2 separate regions of the Zea mays genome follow, and region 2 is linked to region 1. Evidence: chromatin contacts called from public Hi-C data. All regions are on one chromosome and are shown on one strand. The core of a region is the stretch at or near the end of the contact, and the rest is flanking DNA. Distances in the headings are between cores, read along the strand shown.

Region 1 (5,620 bases), core at 266-2,765:
CATCCTCAAGAACAAATCCCTACAAGCACCACCAGCGACAAAAGTTAACAGTGTCAAACACGGATGGCAGTGCACCGATATTAATATTTGTAGACCTGGTATAATAAGATATACTCATGTACAAACGAGAAGCACTTATATAATATTGCATTCCATTCCCCATCTATTCATGTACAAACGAGAAGCACTTACAGTGCGGTATGGAAATGATGTCACATGCCGTCCATCAACATTCACATGGTAACCCTCGAACCCAGCAGTGAGAGTGAGAACAAACAGGCGGTCCTCGACGAATGGGTATGACCAATCAACGGAGACTGTCTTTGTGCGGCCAATAAGCCGGTTCAGCCACCATGACGTTTTTGACTCCTCCGACCGCCCTTCATCATCCCGAATCCACTTCTCACACTTCACCAACCCATCCACTGCAGAACAATCCAATCAGAATAAAATCTTTGGGCCAATGTAATCGGTAGATTAACAATACTTTATCTGGTGATAGTGGAGGGTGCAGACCAGTCTCCTCGTCGGCACGTGACCTCCAGCCTTCGCAGCGGAGCGGAGTGCCCCACTGCATGCGATAGCAGGTGTTCTGCTCGATCACCGGCTTGCCGCTCCAGTCGCCGCGGAGGCGCGGGTTGAAGTGGAGAATCCTGGGCGGATCCTCGCCGTCCACCGTCTTGAGCCCCTGCAGCTCCATCATGAACTGCGACACCATGATCGGCTCTTCACCCTCCCTGAGCAGCGTGATCTTAGGATCCCGCTCAGGGTGCGCCTCGTGCGGTGTCGCGACGACCGTGATATACGAACCCAGCGTCAGGCCGCACGGCAGCTCCACCGCCCGCCCCCTCTCCCGGAACTCGTCGCCGCTGAGGACGATCGAGTGAGGGCACTTGCTCTTCTCTTCCTCCCCTGACGAATCACGCGAGGACGCCAGGGCCGTCGCTAGAGCCTCCAGGTCGGAGAACACGCGGGCCCCTGACTCGGCAGCCTCGGCGGCGACCTTGCGTAGCGAGCCGGAGCGGGTGGAGTTGAGGTGGCAGAGCTCGAGGCCAGAGACGATCCCTGCCAACCGGCGCGCCCGTCCTCGCCCCGCGTCCGACGAGAGGGTCTCCCTGTGCGGGTGTTTGGCGGGGCGCGCCGGCACGGCGCGCCTCACGCCCTCCCACGCGCCGGCGAGGTGGAGCTTCCGCGAAGCCGCGGCGGACGCCCCCGCCCCGAGCAGGGACGTGGACACGAACGGCGACTCGAGGAGCAGCACGGCGAGCGCGTAGGCGAAGGAGACCGCCACGAGCACCTGGATCGCGCGGCTGCGGCACGGCGCGCCGGCCCCCGACGGCCTTCGCATTGCGCCGGGCGCCGCGGCCCACGGCGACGCGTGACCTAACCCTAGGAGGAGGAGCGCAGGTGAACGGACAGAGCAGCGGGAAGGCGAGGCGCGCGAGGGAAGCTGCACGCCGCGCGTGCTCTCCGTGGTGGGCGCGGAGGGAGCGAGGCAGCGGTGGAGGCGGCCGAGCGGGGGGTGCAAACGAAGTGGCCGAGCCGGAGCCCGATATGTTAATAAATTGGACGGGAAATTCCCTCCTATAGAACGTAATCTGGGCCTTCCCTGATTTTAAAAAGCCGTGCGGAAATGTAACATTTTGCGTGATCGTGGCGCAAGAAGGCCGCGTGCGTTCGGCGCATGGCATAGAGCCCTGGGCCCCGTCTTGCGGGCGCGGGCGGCGTAGGGAGGGCGGGCCGATGCCACGTGGACAGGAAGGGGAAGGGGGCACCCTACCACTGTAGTAGTGCATTTAGACTGTCTTCAACGGTGTCCGCAGCCCTCCCCTCCCCTAATACTGTACACAATATAGGGGCTACAGTACACCTCATTCCCCTTCACCGGCGTCCTCCTCCAGTCATCCTCCTCCTCTCCCTCCCCGATTCTTTCTCTCTCACGCTAAATGGAGGGGCACGCTACGCCGCATTCCTCCCCCGCAGCCGCTTCCTTCGCCCACACGCTCGCGGGTTCGGAATACTCCGAGGATGGTCTTGGAGGCGAACCAAGTGCGACGGTCGGCCCGCCGGAGAAGGTACCCGTCACGCCGCCCTCTCCCGCGATTCGGTTTTCTTGCTCCGAGCGGCGAGCACGGTGGGGGAGCTCGACGCGGATCCGCCTTCAACCTTCGCGGACCGCCGACCCGGCAGATCCATGCGAAGACGCCGCCGCCGTTGCTCTCTGTCCGCCGGCACGTCGCCTGCGGGGTCTCGGGCAAAGGGAGGTCATCGATTCGACGATAGATCTACGTTGAGCCGATCTGCTTCATTCGATCTTCAAGGTCCAAGGTACGATTCGTGACTTCGCCATTTTCTGCACCTATGATTGAATCTGTTGCCCAAATAAACGTAGCTTCGATTTACACTAGGGTTTACCTGTTCTTGATCTGGTTTGACAGGTAGGGTTTATGTGTTCTTCGACTTCTTTCACGGTTAGGGTTTAGGTTATCTCGGATCTCCGATTCGGCCATTGTGTAGGTTGATTTCATCCAAAAATTAGCTTAGCTTTTTTTTTGGATAACTGTAAGGATCCATACTTTACTAACCTTGTAGGCCCGTAAACTCTGTCTATGAATTGCACTCAGTGAATCTAGAATTTCCAGTAGTGTTTCCTTACATGAGTAACCATTGCATGCAACTAACGAACACCTTTACTTATTATACAGCTTCAAAATATTAGTTGATTATTTGACGTCCACTTCAAGTAATTGAGGTTCTAAATCCTTTTTCGCTATAGTACATTGTTTTTAATCATTTTCATAAGTCTAGTTTCCATGAATGCTGTATGTGTTTCATTTGTTTTGTGTAATTTTAGTTTACTAAATGCAACCAACAAATTTACCTACCCACGGGTCAAGTGTTTATAAAATGTGTATAAATAGTTTAGCATTCTTCTTGCACAATAACATTTTTGGCCCAACACTTCCTGTTTTTGGTAGCTGCCATGACCACTTTAATTTCACTAATTAGTAACAACAGTGGGCCTAATTTTTTCATGTATGCACCTTGTCTAGCAAAGGAGAAACTGCTTGAGGATAGGATTCAAGATGAGCAGCCATGATGCCAAAGTACTGCAACACTTGGTCCTCAATCTTGCAGACTCAGTCGAAACTGGTGCATTGAATATTAGAAGCTTTCTAGAAGAGGCTTTCAGGCATTTGGGTGACAAGCATTACCTTCTGAATGCACTACTTGCAATTCGAAAGGAGGTAGACCTGATGGAGCAGGATGCCCTAGAGAGCAAAGCAAGGCCAGACCCAGAGAAGGTGAGGATGGAGGAAGAAATTAAAGTTGTGGAGCATGTGGACCCAGTGGGTAGACAATTTCCTTTCACCCCCCTTCCTCACCAGAATTGTATGAGGCCAGTGACAATGACTCTTATGACTCGGACATGTCCACTAGGTATAGCATTTAGAACCTGTAAATGTGGTACCTAGACCAAGGTCTTAGTGCTAGTAATGCATCGAAATAAATACAAACTTTTGTGTGATGTCTGTGATGCATGGGTAACCGATGTAGGACATGTCGGATGTTTGTTAATGTTGCTTTTGTATGAACCTTATGTGGAGTGCATGAAACTTGCTACATTTTAGTACAAGTGTGTTATCTATTTTCCAAATTAATTGATCCGTGTATTTCATTCCCAGAATGGCTGACAACAACAGAAACACACCTATTCGACCTCCTGGTGCTAGCCCCAGTACAGGTAACCAGATTTCCCCCCACCCATGTGGGATCCTGAGTTCTAGCAGGGCCAAGGATTAGACCCAACCCATCCTGCTACAATTACTGGTAGTACAACCCAGATGAGCAATCCTACCTGGTCCTAGGGACCTAATGACACATCTTCATTTCCCTTTCGCAATCCATGGAACCCATATTTTAGTATGATGAATCCAGGTGGTCCTCCACCACAAACATCATTGGGTCAAGCCTAGATGGTACCACCTACTCCATTTCCCCAGGTTTATACCCATGTGACCAACCAGACTGACCCTATCAATTTGGAATCAGAAGCAGAGCATAGTGTACAGGAATTAAACAGCCCTACCAAACCTTCGGACACACCAGCGACAGGTAGGAGGACAAAGGAACAGAACTTCAAACCTGATGAAGACCTTTTGCTTTGCAAAACTTGGTAGAGATTAGTAGTGATCCAGTAATTAGCACAGGGCAGAGGAAGGAGGGTTTATGGGCTAGAATTGAGAAAAGGTACAATGAACTTAGAGGTGAGTTTCCAATGAGACTTAATAGGGCTTTGAGCAGCAGATGGGACAAAATAAGGGCTGAAACAGGTAAATATGCTGGATTCTACGCAAGAGTCCTAAGGGAAAATCAGACTGACCTAACAGACAACGACAAGGTATAATAACATTCCTTTGTAATACTTAAGTATGGATATGGTTCCATGTGTACTTACTTTAATTCGTGATTTGACAAGTATTATAAATGTTTTGTAGACTTCGAAAGCTGCAACTCTAAATGCTACCGCACAGAAAAAGCCTTTTCATTTCATGCATTGCTGGACGCGGCTAAAAAATTGTAACACCCCTGGTGTTACTGTTACTAAAATTTGAGCATAACATCATAAGCATGGGCATTTCATATGTCTGACACACCTATAGTGCATTCACTAGGAAAAAATTTCAAACAAGTTGTATTGTTATGACATTTTGTGAATCAAACCCTAGAGTAGGGAGCTCAACCCTAGAATGGGTGTAATAGAGCAAACAAGGCTTAAACAGGTGAAAACTTCAAAGCTTGTTAGAAATAATCATAAAGTATCACCATAGATGAACTCAAGTGGGATCCAAACCCTAAGAGTGCAAGAAACCCTAATTGGAACCCTAGAAAACCCTAAACCTAAACCCTAGGGGGGCTAAGTGCAAAATCAGTGCACTTTTGGGCTAAAGTGCAAAAACCATGATAATAAGGTGTCTTAAGTCATAAGGTTCAAAATTATGGAGATTTGCAAGTTAAACCTTGAGTTTTGGACTAATTTCCAAAAGAGCCACACTTAAACCCTTTTGGATAAGTCTGAAATCAGTGTAATTAGCTCAACTTTGGAGCCTTATATCTGCCAAATTATAAGGTTTTTGCCCTAGGTCACCACAGCAATATTGTAGATCTAGCAAAGGAGAATAACTTTTCTTAAGGGAGTAAGCATGGTTGTTATGAAGAATTTGAAGATAAATGAGCCTGAAGTTGGGCTGTCAGGCTGTTTGAGTCTGAACTTCAGACTAACAGTGCGACTGCATGAACTTAGGGCTCGAATTCAATCATGATCGAGTAAGAATTTGGCTTGGGTTGCTATGACAAAATTGTAGCTGGATCATTTGGATATAACTTTGCTAAAGAGTGATGATCTTGTTACTACCTGAAATTGGGAGCAAATCTCCCTGCAAATCGCTGTCAGCTGTCTGCACCCAGCTCACCATGGTACAGTGCACCCTAAACTGAATCAGATCGCGGGTTCATTCCCCCTCGTCGCCGGTGATCCTTTGCCGTGATTATTGATTGATCGTCGCGATTCGTGCACCATGGTCGATGGATAACCGTGGGCAGGTAAAAATCTCGGCGC
Region 2 (5,979 bases), core at 2,501-5,000, 160 kb after region 1:
TGTTGGTTGTTGATATGTCCTTTTATATATACATATGGAATATAAGAAATATTTCATCCGTCCTAAAATATAGTTTTTTCTAGCTTATTTTTTCCGTCCACATTCATTTAATGATAATGAATATAGATATATATATGCAAAATACATTCATATATTATTTGATAAATGTATGATTTAATGATTAGTCTAAAACGAATTATATTTTGGAATGGAGGGAGTATGTAATAAGATATGTGTCATCATTTTTTAGTGTTGTTCTGGCAGTATTTAATAGTGTATGTTGGTTAGTCAGCGTATGGTGGCTATTCGGTAATTTAGGAATTTGTGTGAAGAAAACAAAACAAAATGATTCTTTGGGCAAAACACTAAAAATAGTAAACCTAAAGTCGTTGTTATCACTCCAGAGCATATTTTCATTTTTATAAATATAGTATGAGAGAAATTTTATGTAGGAAAGAAGCATAATAACTCTTCAGTGAAGCATAATAACTCCTACAGCCCATACGAGTGGTGAAGATTAAATTCTGCACAAAGAACGACGCAATGAATGCCTTCATTACCACCTTGCCCAGCTGATCGTATTATCGTTCCCTGTAGATGCTTCAGGACCTAGGATTTGGTATGGGGAGAAGAAGAAAATCACCTTGAGGGCCTATCCGTATGCGGTGGAAGGGAGTAGGCAAATGAAGGGAAATGGGATGGAGAAGAAGTTGTTCAACATATTCTGCTCTGGTTATCTCACCTCCGCCTCTGCGCATCCCACTCCATGGCTAACTGCTCCCCACTTCGTCGTTGCGGCAGCGCCATCTTCCACCGGTACCTTTTCTCCTTCCCCACCACTTTTCTCCTTCCCCACCACGCAACACTGGGACAAAGCGCGCAGGGGAGCAGGGACACTGACGAACCAAAGTCGCTGCTCCCGACGGCGATGGTGCCATGACTTAGCGGACGTCGGTGGGCTTTGCTCCGGCGCCGGGAGAAGGACGACGCGGAGGGAGCGAGTAGGAAGAAATTAGATGAGGCAGAAGGGTAAAGAAACAAGGGGAGACGTCGTATCAAACGGAAGTATCCAGAGACACGGGAAGCATCCGGAGACGGAGGGAAGGTATCCAGAGACACGAGGAAGTACCCTGAGACCGAGGAAAATAGATCAAGCGATGATTGACGATCGGACGGCGTGTGTTTTTTTGACGACGTGTAATATATAGAATATAGAATAGAGTCGGATGCAAAGGTTGCCTTCCGGCCGGTCCATGTAAGACAAAAAAAATCTACACCCTCCGATATGATTTTTACGGCTCCGGCCACCTCCACCACCACATCTCTCACATTCTGTCACGCCGTCTCTCTCATCTCTGCCTGTCCAGCTCCGCGCTTCCTCTCATCTCGCCACCATGTCAGTGCCACAACATGCAACACGCTCCAATTCCGGCTCACCACCACCGGCAGCCTTGGCGCCTGAGTGGGCCCGGTCCCGTCTGCCGCTGGGGCCTTGCTCTTCCTTGGCTTGAGCAGCAGGACACAGAAATTGTGGCCAGCCGGATCAGCGATATCGGCGGCAGGGCTTCGGCTTCGGCCTCGGCCTCCGCCGCCGACGCGTCCACAGCCACCGCGTTAGCTGCCCCAGGGGGCCAGGCGCCAACGGACCAATATACACCAGCATCATATCTTGATGTTAGGAGTTGTAGACAGTCATTTACTTTTTCAGAGCATCATACATGAACGAACATACATAATTCCGCGTCTTCAAAATCCAGTGAAAGAACATACAACAAATTTGAGACAAAATATTGAAATCTAAAATGTATCTCTTTTCCTGTGAATTACAAACAACGCTAACTTTTCAGCGTCCTGAATGATGGCATGTCTTGAATGCGAGAAATACCTCTGATACTAAGATCTTGCTCTGACTGAACCCGAGTGGACTTCAGAACCTCCTAATAATATGGACATAAATTAATCAACTCAAAGTAGATAATGACATGGGAAACCACCACTACCGTGCATAAAATGTTGTCCTAATGAAGAATGCTCACATTGAATTCCATATATAACTAGCTCGCCTTGCAAGCCATTGAGAGTCAAGCATCTGTAACACTACACAGAAAAGTTCATCGAAGCCACATTGTCATCATCGAGTAGTTGAACAGAGTGAACACTAGCTTTTGTTCTCATTTTTTCCCATAGAAGCGTAAAAGGTAAAATTTCATTGTCCATGGATTGTCTGCTTTAGAATTTTAATCCAAAGGCAGTGCGAAGGAGAAAGGATCTGAATGATACTGAAATGTTTAGCCATTGCATTCAGTGACCTAACTGTAAATCCAGCATTTGAACTAATATAAATGATTGAAATGTTCTACCACTGTGTCCAGTTGTCTGTTCAGATAATTGTGTCACTTCTATACATGTCTACATATTTTGTTGTTCCTATATGAATGCTCTAAAATATGTAAAACATCGACTGCTCGCGCGAGACACGAGCTAAGTTACTAGTTGTATATATGCCCAGGCCAAGAAAATCCTCGAAGCTGGGTTTGTTCTGAGACTTTTGGGCCGGGCCACTCGACGGTGAAGTCCCAAAGGTGTGCCGTGTGTAAACTGTAAAGTGCTAGCTGCTGCGCGGGCGCCGACTTTTACTGCTCTTTCACTTTACTGGTTGCATCATGCAGGGACTTCGCGTTGATTCATCTTCCATTGGATGGGAGACGAAAGTTCGCATGCCTCTTCCATGGCCGACCAGGTCTCCACCAAACCACAGAACTTGCAAGCCAAGACGTACTCCGTCCGTCATCGCTGGCGATACGATGATTGCCGGACCCCGGCCCGTCGTCATAGAGCACTCGGGGTCACGATCCGACGGCCAGGATCAGCTGGCCCATCGCAACTTAACGGAACGCTAGGATTAGGGATGACAACCGGTTTGAAACACGCGGTCAGAGAGTTTTAAAACTCGTATCCCCGGGTTTAACTTACACACGTATCTATTATCCGCGGCAGATACAATATGCTACATATACCAATGACATGTGAATGCCACAAACCCATGAATATACCCACACACATAATTATACATATATATATATGTATCATTTTTATATATATTTATGTGTATATATGTAATTATATATGTGTGTATATATTATGTACATACATGCTTATATATATATATATATATATATATATATATATATATATATATATATATATATATATATATATATATATATTGCGGGTAAACGGATTTGTGGGAACAGGTATAGCATTTTTATACCCGTGAGAAAAAATCTGTCGGATTGAGAATCAAACCTGCACCCACGTGGATATAAACTCATACTTAGGACTAGTTTGGGAACGCTATTTTTCTGAAGGATTTCTATTTTTCTATGAGAAATTAGTTCATTTTTTCTTGAGAAAATGAAAATCCCTTGGAAAAATGTAGTTCCCAAACTAGCCATTAAACTCATACCCTATATGATTTTTACCGGTGGGCACGAGCGTTGCCATCCCTAGGATGTGGACGTACCATGGTCAAGCCACCTACTACAACTTGACAATGGCAACCATGGCACTGCAAGGAAATATCGCACACGGCTTGTGGATGTCTCGGTCACAAAGTCAACCTGGACAGGGGCAGCCTTTGAACCCTTCAATTCCTTGGCGTTTGTATCGCACGTCCTCTTCACGCGCGCGCGCACCACACATACACTTGCTCCGGTTTATATAGCCATGGCAGCATACCTCCAAAACGCCAATCGAAGCTCAGCACGATCATCGACAGACACACATATCGATCGATCGTGTCACGCCAGCAGAGCACGAGCACGGTGCTCCAATCCAGAGCCATGTCGAAGCCAGCGTCGTCTTCGTTCCTCCTCCTGCTGCTGTCGGCGACGCTGCTCGCCACCGTCTGCCGCGCCGACCCGGACCCGGTGCAGGACTTCTGCGTGGCCGTGGCGCCGGGCGGCCACAACAACGCGTCCTCCTCCTCCAGCACCTACCCGGGCTTCCCGTGCAAGCCGGCGTCGACGGTGGTCTCGGACGACTTCTTCTTCGCGGCGCACGCGGGCGGCGCGAGCACGGACAACCCGATGGGCGCGGGCGTGACGCCGGGCAACGTGGAGGCGTTCCCGGGGCTCAACACGCTGGGCCTGTCCATCAACCGCGTCGACCTCGCCCCCGGCGGCGTCAACCCGCTGCACACCCACCCGCGGTCCGCCGAGCTGGTGCACGTGGAGGCCGGCGAGATGCTGGTCGGCTTCGTCAGCACGGAGGGCAGGTTCTACTCCAAGGTGGTGCGCGCCGGGGAGAGCTTCGTCATCCCGCGCGGGATGGTCCACTTCCAGTACAACGTCGGCAAAGGCGCCGCGCGCGCCATGACCGTCTTCAACAGCCAGCTGCCCGGCGTCGTGCTCGCCGCGCAGACCCTGTTCGGGGCCGACCCGGAGATCCCTGACGACGTCCTGGCCAAGAGCTTCCAGGTGGACGCCGACACCATCAAGCTCCTCAAGTCCAAGTTCCAGAAAGGATAGCGCGCGCGGCCGACCTGCTCGCTAGATTTGCAATTTCCTTACAGTTTTGTTTCATCAGTACATAACTAATGTTGTTTCGCATTATTAAATAATTTTATTTGATCAATAATAAAGTTGTGTGATTTAGCCACAACACGAGGTAAACATGTATAAATTTACTGTACACAACAGCAATTTCCGTAACTTGCGTCGTGCATAGGCCCACGAAAATTAGACTTACCTCATATAATTAGCTATTTTTTATGGTAATACCCAAATTTCGCTGTTGAATAGGTGTTGTCATATCTTGATGATATTGGAAGTTATAACATTCCATAGGCTTTTGTCTCGTAATCAAGCTCGTGTGCTCTATAGAAGAATTCGGAGTTACTTCGACTAGCTGACCGGGCATCCCATATGAACACCCCTAATCGCATTATAGCACTTGGGGTAACTAATGAAAATAGTTTTACATACTTCCTCAATACTTACAAAAACATTGGTTGCACTAGAAAGTGAAGCCCTTCCTAGAAGAAGCTCTTATACACAACAATTGTCTCTCCATGGCTATGGTGTCTCGTTGTTACCGCCAAGGCGGCTAAGCTTAAAATTGTCTATATATTCAAGCTTCACATACACCTTCTGGTCCCCATCTTTTACCACTGATTTCCCAATATCTAAATGACTCGATGCCTGGGCCTTAGGGCACTTTCATCATCCTCGGCGTCCTCTTCGACGCCAGGCTCTTCATTGTTAGGTTGGGTTCCTCAAACCATGCTTTCCTTCTTTACGACTCGTGTTGGGCTGTCAACAACTTCTTCCACATGATTCTCCTCCTCAATGGTGCTACTTACATTGTCTCGCTGGAGAGCTTCATAGGAAGTGGGAATAGGAACCGAAGTGGTCATACGAATGTGAGCCATATTAGAAAATCTTGAAATGAAGCTAAATGTCAAAGTGCTCGAATTTGAAATAAGTGAAAAAATTGGAGCTGGAGGAATGTCATGCAGAACTCGACACCTCTCGCATCTTTATATAGCCATAATGGCTCACCAATCGAGGATCAAGTGCAAAACGCACTCACTGCCATTTTGGCCCAAAAGGCAAATGTGTTTTCACTTGTAGTTTGCATATTTCTATGTTATGTTTTTATAAAGAACTCAAAAGGAGGTGTTTTCGGACCTTTGCCTCGGAGCCCTTCAGACTAGATTTGTGGTTTGAGCTAATTACAAAAAATAAACTAAACCTGCGAGGGGCTACCGAAGGTCCAAAGAAACAAAATCGATGTCTAGCAGGTGTTTCATGTCAAAGAGATCGAAATGTTCTAAAGCACTTTGACCTCTGCTCACTGAATCCTCATCATATTGTTTTGGCTACCTAGAAGCGAATTAAAAGTGCATAGAGCCAAAGGTGACAGAAGTAAAGCTTCTGTGGCGACAATGAAAACCTTCATCGAAAGGTGATGCACAGT

Evidence for each region. Hi-C and Micro-C count contacts between places; a contact is called where the count stands out from the background.
Region 2: a contact with region 1 is called in a Hi-C map of ear, with 2.8 times the contacts expected there. The contact joins the promoter of LOC100273401 here to the promoter of LOC100192098 in region 1. A contact is called at or near these places in 2 of 25 Hi-C or Micro-C datasets (ear and tassel).

The regions. Positions count from the first base shown.
Region 1 is chr1:296,696,856-296,702,475 of Zm-B73-REFERENCE-NAM-5.0, forward strand. LOC100192098 (Hydroxyproline O-galactosyltransferase GALT4) reads right to left here and starts at 1,516. Exons shown (of 7, transcript NM_001137521.2): 1 at 517-1,516; 2 at 193-425; 3 at 1-19. The coding sequence starts at 1,348.
Region 2 is chr1:296,856,728-296,862,706 of Zm-B73-REFERENCE-NAM-5.0, forward strand. LOC100273401 reads left to right here and starts at 3,751. Exons shown (of 1, transcript NM_001147838.2): 1 at 3,751-4,656. The coding sequence starts at 3,843. The coding sequence ends at 4,529. It overlaps LOC103644203, which reads right to left and starts at 3,844. Exons shown (of 4, transcript XM_020544537.1): 1 at 3,739-3,844; 2 at 743-1,271. The coding sequence starts at 3,844.